2 separate regions of the Capsicum annuum genome follow, and region 1 is linked to region 2. A link is a contact called in public Hi-C data. All regions are on one chromosome and are shown on one strand. Each heading gives the region's core, a stretch centred on a gene start, on an enhancer-like site or on the middle of the called end of the contact. The rest is flanking DNA. Distances are from core to core; before and after follow the strand shown.

Region 1 (7,041 bases), core at 1,934-4,433, 320 kb before region 2:
TTATATTTGTTAGAGTTTGTGATCCGAATTTTATTGATCCGGTTCGAAAGGATCGCGGTGCGACCCATGTTGGTAAAACTGTAATCATGAGATTTTTTTGGGGATCTGCGGTGTATGAACCTGTATATTTTTGGCCTTAGAATTTTCTTATTTGCACGTATTATATAAGTGCAATTTAGAGGGATGACTTTTGACAGTTTAAAAAAAGAGTTATTGATATTTCGGCTCCTCCTTGTATTCTTCTCCGATATAGTGAATTTTCTCCTCCTCTGCCCGTGTTTTTTCCCGTCTAGGGTTTCCACGTAAAATCTATGTGTTTTTATTTATTTTTTATTGTATTGCCTATTCCTGTTTGATTTCATAACAATATTGTTATTTGTTCTGAGTCGGGGCTGAGTCGGGGTCTATCGAAAATAGTCTCTCTACTTTATTTGGGGTAGTAATATGGACTGCATACATTTTACCCTTCTTAGCTACTTCATTGAGGTAGTGATATAGATTGCATACATTCTACTCTTCTTAGATCTCCACTTTGTAGGAATACACCAAATATGTTGTTGTTATATGTAGTTGTGTTGAAAGCAAAACCACAGAAAAAGTAATTCATGAACCCTACTTATCCTTTCTCCTTTAATACTTCAAATTTATCAGTTGGTTGTCATGAGTTATGACAAAACGGCCTTAATGAAGTGGGCCCACGGGTCCTTAATCCTCTCGAGTCAGTCAACTAACACAAGGCCCATTGGGCCCTATTAGTGGGAGTCCATAAAAAGCATGATGAGGTGTGCATCTACCCACGTCACGTGAATGTTAAGCCCTCTCCCTCGTAAATTACGCCTAGTGTCTTTAAAGTATTCGGTCTTAAATTATCGTCTCAATGTTTGGTTTAAATTTTTATTTCCGCTAATAAGTTCACATTTTTCTAGGTAGAATTTGTAGAATTGAGTAGGTTTAATGTCTTAAAATATCCTGAACGTCTGTCTTATGGACGAAAATTAGAAGTTAGAACTTATGTATGTTGTACAATATAACAAATTTCAACTTCTGCTTATAAAGTTTTCTGATTAATTGTGCAAATTTAATGTCTTAAATATTTCTAAAATGCCTGCATCATAGACAAAAGTTAGAACATTTGCCTATTATTAAAATTTGTTAAGTGGGACAAAAAAAATAAGAATAACTCTTACGAAAGTCATTTTTATAAAACTTTCTGCATGAGACTAAAATATCAACTAAAAATTGCACAAATACACAACTTATATTTTCAATATTATTAAAAATTCAAGCTCGCTAAATATATCACAAAAATTTCAACATATACACAAAATGAGAGAGTAAAATAATTTAAAAAGTGGGAGAGAGTGTAATTACTTCCAAAAGGATTGATATTTATGTTATTTATACTAATATCAAACCAACCCATTTTAGGATATAAACCACATAATTTCCTTCTATAATGAAAGTATTTACATATAATCCCATTAGAATTTCTTTCTCCCTAATTTGTAAAATATACTTATACATTAGGTAGGCCCTTATACATTATTGCAATGTATGATAAAACAGATTTGCCTATATTTATGGAAAGAGAAATCAGATACTATCTTTCTCTACCTTAATTAATGCAATTAATTATCTATCATTACGTGGTGTATGATTAAATATAGTAACTGAAATTTAATCATAAAAAAGTCTTATTATTTCCTTCTTATACTATTTTAGTAGTAATAAATTACATAAATAATAATAAAATATAATTTTAATTAAAACTTTTTTAAAAATTATGTAACAACATAAAATAATATAAAATCTAGTGGGAGTATTTATTTTTCATTCTCTTTCCTTTACTTTAGTAGGAGTAATATTAATACGTATGGATTATATGTGTTCACACTGATATGATCCATTAAGCTCCCAGAAAATTGATTTTCAAAGTATGTTTTGACGAAAGAAATTATCTTTCATTCACGGAATCATATAAATTTATTATAAATAATTTAAAATTCATGAAAAAATAAACATCAGTTAACAAAATAGTTAAATGAAAATAATATATATCCAAATATAATTGATATATTCAGTTTTATTGTTCAGTATGTGATGTATTTATTGAATCAGCGCAAATAACGAATAAGTTGAAATTTAAAAGATAACATTATACAACAATTGCACATGTATGTGGCACATTATAAATTTAAAAAATAATCTATAGTAATGTATAATGTCAACTATACATTTAAGTATTAACATTAAACATGTATACTTCTGTATCCTTATCAGAAGACATAATGTAACCTTATACAATATTAATACTTTCTAATTGTATAATACCAAATAATACATAAAATGCCTCTTAAATTTAATAAGAGCTTCTTAATGTATAATATAATGAAATATATAGCAAAAGAATTATATTATACATTAGTCTTCTAAAAATAACTAATGCATAATGTCTGATATATTATGACTTATACATTAAAATACAATCTTCCAAAATGTATAATATCACACTATACATATAAAATATTCACCTTATACATTAATTATCTACAAGATTATAATAATTTTAAGAAAAAATTAGTGTTATTGTAACATTACATTGGCTACATGATAATAAGGAAAAAAATGATTCAATTTTCTTTATTACGTGAATTGAAAGTGTATTCAATTCCAATTATAAAAGTGACCCAGATAGGAGGGGGATGAGAGAGTACTAATATTATATTAGCGTGATTGTAGGCATAAATAAAGGAGTACATTTATATGGAGCAAAAATCAGTGCACTAAAATAGGAGCAAAATATGATATTTTGATATGTATGAGAAGGATGAAAGAGAAAGAGTGAATTTAAGGGGTTTAAGTAATTACTTTGAAATTTTTGTAATTTCTTTTTCAATATGAGATTTTATGTAATAAGATAAAGTTATCTTATGTATATATGTAATTTTTAGTGTTTCTTTAACTTGACCCTCTAAAAAATGAGGGTGGGCCTTTGTCCATTAATTAGCAGGCCGTGCACTCAAGGGGGACTTGGCCTACTTCATGTTTGTTTGGCTACTTTTCTAGTATATCTTATTTTTCAACTCCAACTCCTTTTGATGGTTACTGAAAATTGCCTAGAGAAATTAATAGATGTAACAGTGAACTCAGTCAATGCTGGGTTTCTTTCATTCGCCCAAATATGCAAGCAGCAGGCAATGATATCCAACTAATTGCTATTTTGTGTGTTCATTGCTTTAAGAGAAATCCCATCTACCCCTTAACTGGACTTCTATTTTTCTGTTTTGTTAGCCAGTGCACGTATGTGTTTCGCAATTTCAAAGTGAACACATGTAAATCACCACAGTACTTTTCTCCGTTTGTTTTCAACATAATTTAATTCATGGAAAATAAATTTAAATTACAAATAAAAATATGAAGAAACAATAATTTTATTGATAAACAATGTGGGTACAAATCTGTTTCTCCCTTGATTCTTCTCTCTTGATTCTCCTTAATTCGAGGGCCGTCAGTAGCGTATTTCTCGAATGTAAGAAGAGTTAGATATGAATTTCTCCATAATTTGAGGGTCGTTAGTGACGTATTTCTCGAACATAGGAATATTTGGATTTGATCTCCATGAAAGAAGGATTTGTCGATCTTCTTGATTTATTTGATTAATCAAGAAGAGAGGGTTTTGGTTCCTTTGACCTTTGAGATCTTCGAGATTTATGAATATCTCATTAATTTGTGGGATGTTTGGAATTTTGGAGATGCCCCCTAAAAATATATTTGACCCCTTTATATAGGGGTAATTTAGGGTTTATGTAGAGTAACCACCAAGCTAGATTTAAGGTAAATAGCCCCAAGAACTCTACCTAAAATTGAACTCTTTTTGTAGAGTCCACAAAATTTCAATGTCTACAAATGCCCTCTACTTCAAGGCTTGTTGGAGTGTAGACTTGATGAAACTCAAAGACGAGTCTTGAAGTACCGCTTCTATCTTTACGCAACGGCTACAGATTTGTAGCAATAGAGCTTTTATCTTTATGCAGCAGCTATAGATTTGCAGATCTGATTTTGCGGTAGCTACAGATTTGCAGATCTGATTTATCTGATTTATGAGAGAAGAGATAAAGGAAAAATTTGGTCCCACTGGGCGTGCCAGTTTGTTTCCAACATACTTTAATTCATGGAAAATAAACTTCAACCACAAATAAAAATATGAAGAAACAACAATTTTATTGATAAACGATGTGGGTACAAATTTGTTCCTACCTTGATTCTTCTCTCTTGATTTTCTCCTTAATTCGAGGGCTGTCTGTAGCGTATTTCTCGAATGTAGGAAGATTTGGATATGAATTTCTCCATAATTCGAGGGCCGTTAGTGGCATATTTCTCAAACATAGGAATATTTTGAATTTCTTCATAATTCAAGGGCCGTTAGTGGTGTATTTCTCGAATATAAGAATATTTAGATTTGATCTCCATGAAAGGAGGATTTGTCAATCTTCTTAATTTATTTGATTAATCAAGAAGAGAGGGTTTTGATCCCTTTGACCTTTGAGATCTTCGAGATTTATGAATATCTCATTAATTTGTGAGATATTTGGGATCTTGGAGATGCCCTTTAAAAGAATATTTGACCCCATTATATAGGGGTAATTTAGGGTTTAGGTAGAGTAACCACCAAACTAGATTTAAGGTAAATAGCCCCAAGAACTCTAACCAAAATTGAACTTTTTTTGTAGAATCCACAAAATTTCAATGTCTACACTGTGATCCGATTATTTGGTTAGGTTGAAAGCTAGTTAGAGGGGTGCAATCCCCCCCTTCTTTCCCCTTTGTTGTAAAATTACACAATTGTTATAAATTATAAAGGTGGGAAGAAGAAGAATGAAGAGAAAAAAGAGGTGATTCTTGAGGGGTTTTTTGAGGTGTAAATTACAATGCAGGAAATTTTTTTATTTATAGGAAAAAAATAATTTTATCTTAAAAGCAGGGATTTCCAATTTTTTCATAAATAGACATTCACTCTATATGTTAATACATTTATAATATTCCCCTTGAATGTCTAATTGATAGATAATGTATCTCGTTAAAATCTTACTAGAAAAAATTCAGTAGGAGAAAATCTAGAGAAGAAAACAGAGTACACATTTCTAATAATACGCATAGGCTGCCTCATTAAAAATCTTACAAGAAAAATTCAGTGGGACAAAACCTCATAAGAAAAAAAGAGTATAACGCGCATTAACTCCTCCTAATGAGAACGTCTTTGAACCTTTGCATTTCGAACTTATGCATCATTTTCTTAAAAGTTGTAATTGAAAGAGACTTGGTGAACAAATCAGTCACAGTTCAGTTGAACGAATCTGTTGCACGTTAATATCATCATTCTTTTTGGAGCTTTTATGAATTCTCCCTTAAATTGTGCTACGTATGTTGTACTGTCTTCATATAAAATTATGGATACTTTGTTACATTTCAAACCACATTTTTCTTGAATGAAATGTATCGTGGACCTCAACCACACACACTCTCGACTTGCTTCATGAATAGTTATTATCTCAGCATGGTTCGATGAAGCCACTATGATAGAATACTTTGTAGCTATCCAATATATGATAGTACCCCCACATATGAACACATAACCTATTTGATATTGAGTTTTATGCGGGTTAAATATCCACTATCAGCATAACCAACAAGATCGGGACTGCAATCTTTAGAATAAAATAAGTCCATATTGGTAGTCCTTTTTAGGCACCGCAATATATGTTTGATCCCATTTTAATATCTTCTAGCAGGAGTAGAACTATACCTTACTAATAAATTAAATGAAAAGGCTATATCAGGCCTTGTAGTATTTGTAACATATATTAGTACACCCACTGCTGTAACGCCCCAATTTTTTATAACCGGTATGCCATACGGTGCTCATGATCCCTAAGGACCACAAGCTAACCCTCTAATAATGTCTGTACTTGAGCACTGTATAATATAATATAATAAGTGCAAAAAACTAACAAAAACTTTCCATAAGGTTCAAAACGTCTAAAATACTCAAAACCAAAAACTGAATACTGATACATCTGTCTGAAAAGCCTCTAATTATCTGATCTATAGAATTGATGGGACACACCCCCAACTAACTCTGTCTACTAAAAATAAATTAAGTCTAATGTAATAATAAGATAAGGATCATCCTCGAATGAAGAGGACTCACTGCTACGTCTACTGCTGCTGACTGGAACTGAGCTTCTAAGAGTGCCCTAGATCTCGTGCTTCTGAACCTATGGTGTAAAGTAAAACACCATAGTATAAATGTGTTAGTACGTGGGAATGTACTAAGTATGCAAGATGAGGTAAGACTAAATGCAAGGGCTTATGCATGAACAATTACTTAACTGAATAGCATGAGAGTACTGAATGAGGACGTATGCATGAATGCACAAATCATAACTAAAATCATCGTGACATTGAATACTGAGACCCGGATACTGCTTTACTGACATCTGAACTCACTACTAATACTGAAATACTGAATAACTAAATCTTTTGATATTGATAATTGGGTACTGAGGCTGAGATTAGTCCTATCTAGCGGATGACCTCTGAATCTAATGATAACAAGAGTACTTAAGTAAATCTGAGATCAGTCCTACCTAGTGTGTGATCTTAAACTTAATGATAATGAAATAATTTTGACTTAGTCTGAGATCAATCCTATCTAACGGGTGATCTCTGAATCATACTGATAATAAGATTGATTGACTAACTCTGAGATCAGTCCTGTCTAGCGGTTGATCTCTGAATCTGCTGATATGTTAAGGGTTGACTGTATTTAACAGTCCTGAATCTGTACTACTGAGCTGAGTTCTTTCACTGAGATTGATTCTGAAACTGAGACTGTGGAAAATATTCATCTAACTGAGATGCCCCTTCTAGCTAAGTTAGGGTCCAACTTGTAACCCCAGTTGGAAGGGTGTCAGTACCGTGCCACGGGTAAAGACAACTTTGTGGAGCAGTCCTATCTAACGGGTGACTCCTGGGATCAGT
Region 2 (6,968 bases), core at 2,892-5,391:
TGAGGCGTTACACCGAGTGGGTCATTTAAATACTTTATGGTCCTAATAGATGCTTCTTCTAGATGGTCTCATGTATGCCTATTGTCATCTCGCAACTTGGCATTTGCAAAATTGTTGGCACAACTAATACGATTACGGGTACAGTTTTCTAATAATCAGATTAAGTCTATTCGCCTTGATAATGCTGCAGAATTTTCATCCCAAGCATTTAATGACTATTGCTTATCGATTAGGATAAGAACGAAACATCCTGTACCCCATGTTCATTCTCAAAATGGCCTTGCCGGGTCATTAATTAAACGTCTGTAATTGATAGCAAGACCATTGTTTATGAAAACTAAGTTGTCTACTTCTGTTTGGGGTCATGAAATTTTACAAGATGCAACACTTATTCGTCTTAGACGGATAAATTATCATAAATTTTCTCCGTTGCAATTGGTTTTGGGTCAAGAGCCTAATATATCTCATCTGAGAATATTTGGGTGCGGTGTATATGTGCCTATAACACCACCAAATCATACCAAGATGGGCCTCCAAAGAAGGTTGGGAATTTATGTTGGGTTTGAATCACCCTCAATTATTTGCTATCTTGAACTATTAACGGGAGATATATTCACTACTCGATTTGCAGATTGTCAGTTTGATAATAGTTTTTCCAAAATTAAGGGGAGAAAATAGTGACATCAAAAGAAAAATTTTGTGAAAAAATTCATCACTATCTTATCTTGATCCACGTGCTTTTATTTATGAGCAAGAAGTACAAAAGACTATTCATCTACAGAAAATTACAAATCAAATGCCTGACGCATTTACAGATTTAAAAAGGATCACAAAATCACATATTCCTGCAGAGAATGTTCCAATTCTAGTTGATGTCCCTAAAGGACCATCCATTAGTGTCATAACTAATGAATCTAAAACACACTTGAAGCGTGGTAGACCATTAGGTTCTAAGGATCAAAATCCTAGAAAAAAGAAAAACAAATGGTCAAGATGACGCTACGAAAGATCCCCATATGGAAGTTCAAGATTTGAGCAATGTTGATATTCCTGAAGGAATTAATGAGCCCGAGACTCAAGAAAATAAGGAACTATCCATAAATTCAAGTGATATTAAAACTAATTTGAATCAATCTGAATTAGTAGTGGATTATGTCTTTGCTTATAATGTTGTAGTAAAAATCATGCAAGATAGTGAGGATCTTGAACCTCAATTTGTCATAGAATGTCAATAAAGAAATGACTGACAAAAATGGCAAAAAGCAATTCAATCTGAATTGAATTCACTTGTCAAATGTGATGTTTTTGGACCTATAGCTCAAACACCTAATGATGTTAAGCTTGTTGGCTATATATGGGTCTTTGTGCAAAAAAAATGAGAAAAATAAAATACAAAGGTATAAGGCACGCCTTATTGCACAAGGTTTTTCACAACGGCCTAGTGTCGATTATGACGAGATATATTCACCAATTATAGAAGCAATAACACTGTGTTATCTTATTAGTTTCACTGTCTATGAGAGACTTGAAATGCATTTGATGGATGTGGTAAAAACCTATCTATATGGATCACTTGATAATGAGATATACATGAAAATTTTTGAAGGATTTGAAATGCCGAAAGTATATAGTTCAAAGCCTCAGGAAATGTATCCCATTAGATTGCAAAGATCATTGTATGGTTTGAAGCAATCTGGACGTATGTAGTACAACCGTCTTAGTGAATATTTATCTAAGGAAAGTTATACGAATGATAAAATTTGCCCATGTGTTTTCATAAAGACAACAACGTCGTAGTTTGTTATACTTGTTGTCTATGCCGATGACATAAACCTTATTGAAACTCCAATAGAGCTTCAAAAGGCAATTGATTACCTAAAGAAAGAATTTGAAATGAAAGATCTCGAAAAGACAAAATTATGCCTTGGTTTGCAAATTGAGCATTTGACAAATGGTATCTTTGTCCATCAATCTACCTACACAGAAAATGTGTTGAAAAGATTCTATATGGATGAAGCACATTCATTAAGTACTCCGATGGTTGGTCGGTCACTTGATGTGAACAAGGATCCATTCCGACCTCAAGAAAAGAATGAGAAACTCCTTAGTCCTGAAATACCATATCTTAGTGCAATAGGTGCATAATGTATCTTGCAAATACTACAAGGGATGATATAGCCTTTTCAGTTGTTATCAAGGTATAGTTCTATTCCTACTAGAAGATATTGGAATGAGATCAAACACATATTACGGTATCTAAAAGGGACTATCGATATAGGCTTATTTTATTCTAAAGACTGCAATCCTGATCTTGTTAGTTATGCTGATGCGGGTACTTATCTGACTTGCATAAAGCTCGGTCTCAAACAGGCTATGTGTTCATATGTGGGGGTACTGCCATATCTTGGAGGTCAACAAAGCAGTCTGTCGTAGCCACTTCATCGAACCATGCTGAGATTATAGATATTCATGAAGCTAGCCAAGAGTGTGTGTGGTTGAGGTCCATAATACATCTCATTCAAGAAAAATGTGGTTTGAAATGTGACAAAGTACCCACGATTTTATATGAAGATAATATAACATGCATAACACAATTTAAGAGATGATTCGTAAAAGGAGATAAAACGAAACACATTTCGCCAAAACTCTTTTATACATATAAGCTCCAAAAGAATGGTGATATTAACGTACAACAGATTCGTTCAAGTGACAATGTGGCTGATTTATTCACTAAGTCTCTTCCAACTGCAACTTTCAAGAAGATGGTGCACAAGATCAGAATGCAAAGGTTCAAGTATGTTCTTATTAGGGGGAGTTAATACGCGCTGTACTCTTTTTCGCTTACGAGGTTTTGTCCCACTGTATTTTCCTTGTAAGATTTTTAATGAGACAACCTATATGCATATTATTAGACATTTAAGCGAAAGTATTATGATATTAATGTATATCAGTTGTAGTGAATGTCGATCAAGATCTAATTGACATCTATCAGGATTTGAAGTATCTGTCTTTTGCGCAGAAACTAGGAGTAAATTTTCCCTATAAATAGAAGGACTTTCTTCATTGTAAATCATCACTCAAGAGAAATAACAATTATTCTCTCTATTCTCTCTACTCTTTTTCTTTATTCTTTATTATTTCATAACAAATTAATTATTTTTTATTTTTTAAAGTGACAATTATTTTGTCTCAACTATTTTGGTAAGTGTGACAATTAAAATGGATCAAAGAGAATACTTTTCACAAATTTATTATACTTAACTAATTTTATAAATAATATTGTGAAAGCTTTAATTATATTATTTTTCTATATTTATTTAATAATAAAGATAATATTAAAAGCAAACAGTTAGTTTCTCTTGATTTAATGAACAAGTAAAAGACTAACAAAGTAAAAAAGAAAAGAAGGGAGTATAAGTCATAAAAAAGATTCACCTGCATCAATTAATTATTCTTCCCTCCATTTTTATTTATTTAATATATTAAAAATAATTATCTAATTTTATTTATCCAGTTTAAAAATTTAAGAGATAATTTATTATTTTGTATTTATTTATCCTTGCTACTTCATTAAATATTATAACTAAACGCATTTTATGTTACAACTACACCGGGCTGAAGTCTGTATTTTGTAACTAAAACCGTATTTTATTTTCTATGCAATTCTGTTCGACCAAAAAAAAATTATATTTACTTTTCAACAATTAAATGAATTATAACTAATAAAGGTAATATTTTAAAATTATTATTTCAGATATAATTTTCTTAATAGGTACTCCCTCATATTTTTTTTATGTAATATTTAAGGAGAAATTAATAAGAGGTGCAAAATTAACTAATATGTTTTTATTTATTCTTTTATTGAATGAATCTTTGAATGTAGTTGAAAAAAAAGTAGTTAATTGTATGTTAACTTCTTAAATATGTCAATTATTTTAAGATAAATTATTTTAATAAATATTTCAAATAATTTGAGAGGAATAGAATATATGAAGCCAAACATAAAGTGCACGAAGGAAATAAGCTGGAGTAATTGTTTTGACTAGAAAGATTGGTTATAGTTGGATTGAGAATGATGGAAATAAATGTCTTGTGGGAGCAAAACATGGCTTGTAATTTCACTCATTATTTAACCTTGTCCAGTTCATTTATGTCGGCTTGTTCTCTACTACTTCTCTCTCCCATTTCACAAAACGTAATAATACAACATATACACATACGTATATCAATCATATCACAGGCTATATATTATTTTTAATTATTATTACAATAATCTTGCATAGAATAGAATAGTATAAAGGTTGTAGTACAGCAGCAATATAAAACAGCTCCCGTTATCATTGGCGTCTGATTTTCCGGCGACTTCTCTGATTCCCCCCCCCCCCCTCACCACCCCACCACCTTGCACCTGGGGTGATGTGTAACTTTATTATTCTTTCTGCCTTCCCATTTTTGGATAGCCATATCTATAAGATTATTTGCTAGTTCTTGATTTTCCGGTGACCGGAACAAGCTGACGATTTGTTGACAATGGAAAAGCAAAAGCATATTTACATTTAAGGAATTTGTGATCATATTTGATAATTTGGGCTGATGCAATTATGGAGCTAATGGTGGTTTAGTACCTAATAATTATTGATGGAGTTTTCTATCTTGAGAACGTGAAAAGCATTTTGTAGCTGGAATTACGCGAAAGATTTGTTTTGCACCAATTCTTATTTTTATTCTTCTCTTAAAATTCTTTTTGGAGAGAAGTGCAACTTCTGCTGAAATGAAGGCACCATCAAACGGATATATACCTAATTCAGGAGAAGGTGATTCCTACAACCTCATTCAATCCTTTTTATTTTGCATTTTCTACCTCTTTGTTTTTAAAAAATTCTCTTAGTTGTGCTTCATTTTGCTTCCTATGACCTCTCAGACTGTTGGGGGTGGGGGATATAATAAGTGGAATTTGCTGCCATGTTTTAGCTTTGATTTGCTATTGTAATAAGGCTTAACACAAGGCGTTCAATTGATTATTTTGTCACTTAATAACCATAATATGCAGTTTTTTCTTAAGGTAAGTTGGATTTTAATGCTCAAGTTTCCTTTGAATATTGCCTGTTTTTCAATTTTTCTCTTAGAAAAACATTTGTATTACAAAGGATTGAGAACAAAAGTACACTTTCTCTTAACTGCTTTTAGTTGTTTATTCTTTTCATTTGTTAGTGATTTCGGTGCATTAGCAAAATGTTACTAATACAATTTGTATATCCAGGAGTACAAATTCTGTTTGGTGTAATTGATCTACGGATTCATGTCTTCTTTCTGAGTTGAAATTCGGATTATATACTGGATAACCGTCAAAATTGGTTTACCCAATATCTGCTACTCGTTTAAGTTTCACTTTTGACCTCTTATTTAGCAGATGCCTCGGATGGTCCACTTTCCATTTTTGTGGGGTTGGTTCACTGCCTTTAAAAATGCCTAAACTACTCCTGGCAGCTTGTGTTTACTCCATTTTGGAGCAGAAAGTGCATTTTCGATTTCTGTGCATCATTCTCGGTCTATTAAGTAGGCTGTGCTTTGGTAACAAGTAAGTATTAGGAGGGGTAAGAACAGAGTTGAAAACGAGGTTATCACTGGAATAGGAACAAAATAAATACTGCAGATTTTGCTTGATCTGCCTTCATGATGCTTTAATACAATCTATTTGCCGTAAGTTCATACTCTCACATGGGTTTCTTTGAGAAGAGAAGGTAAGTTCTTTTCATGAATCACAAGATCGAGAAACTACTGCTATCTTCGCATGTCATTGACATGTTTAAACTATCTAGTATTGGTTAGTTTTTGATTGCTATTAGGTATACAACTATTTGAGGGTCACACATATCAACGGTTTGAGGGTCACGTGATATTTACTTAGGTTCCTGGTATTGCTGACGCTTTATAATCATTTGGTTTGCGGGACTCCTTATCTTTATGATGGGGAGCCTTAGAGCATTGGTAAAGTTTTCTCCATGTGACCTATGGGTCACGGGTTCGACCTGTGGAAGCAGCCACTAATGTCTGCATTAGGTAGAGTGGTAGACTATGTACATCACATCCTTTGGGTGCGGCTCTTCTCCGGACCCTGCTAGCGCGGCATTCTTTGTGCACCGGGCTGCCATTTTTAACTCCTTATCTTTATGTACCAGTAGTTAATATTTCTTTTTAATACAGGTTCCAGTGAGATAATCCTTCAGTTGGGGCTAAAAAAAGGAGAAACAGGAGAAAATTTTCCTTTTTGGTTGCATGAATGATGCTCACAGATCTGGTAGTCAAGAGAATTATTTTGCACATAAAGGACCTTAGTTTCTAGCATATCAAAGCATCATATGTATATTTGTATACAATTGGACTTTAATTTAGTAAATATGTGTAAGTTTGTATCATAATGCAACAGGAGAAAGAAAGCTCATGAATTCAGAGTTATGGCACGCTTGTGCTGGCCCATTGGTTTCTTTGCCTCCTGTTGGAAGCCTTGTGGTATATTTTCCTCAAGGTCACAGTGAGCAGGTATGTTTCTTTTGGAGTTGAATAGGAGTATTACTACCCCCAAGATGATGAAACCTTACTTCGATATCAATCTATGCAGGTGGCGGCATCAATGCAAAAGGAGACAGATGGAATTCCAAGTTATCCTAATCTTCCATCCAAGTTGATTTGCATGTTACACAACGTTACTTTACATGTATGGCATCTTCCTCTATCCTCATATTGGCTGGGATTTACGATTTCATGAATTGTCTTTCCATTTCCATATATTTTTCTTAAAATTAATGATTGAATATGGGTGTTTTCATTTGGGATCACTGTACTTCTTAAGTTTTGTATTGTTTATTTGCCTCATTTTATATGAATTAAGTAGAAAAATATTGTTCTATTACGGAAAATTAACGAGCAGTGGAGTTTCCCTTTTCCAAACATGTTTTTCTTGTTACATT

The links. A called contact is a pair of places that touch in the nucleus more often than the background predicts.
Region 1: a contact with region 2 is called in a Hi-C map of leaf, with 2.5 times the contacts expected there. The contact joins the enhancer-like site here to the promoter of LOC107878007 in region 2. A contact is called at or near these places in 2 of 5 Hi-C or Micro-C datasets (leaf and pericarp).

Annotation. Positions count from the first base shown.
Region 1 is chr7:129,754,538-129,761,578 of UCD10Xv1.1, reverse strand. No RefSeq gene overlaps it. Among protein-coding and RNA genes, the nearest start is that of LOC107878005, 23 kb to the left of the region's middle. Within about 2 kb of position 3,183, at least 2 of the 5 cell types and tissues checked have an H3K27ac peak or open chromatin away from gene starts, as enhancers often do. A contact at or near this core is called in leaf, where this site is marked.
Region 2 is chr7:129,436,896-129,443,863 of UCD10Xv1.1, reverse strand. LOC107878007 (auxin response factor 19) reads left to right here and starts at 4,141. Exons shown (of 13, transcript XM_047393731.1): 1 at 4,141-4,814; 2 at 6,428-6,540; 3 at 6,620-6,715. The coding sequence starts at 4,772.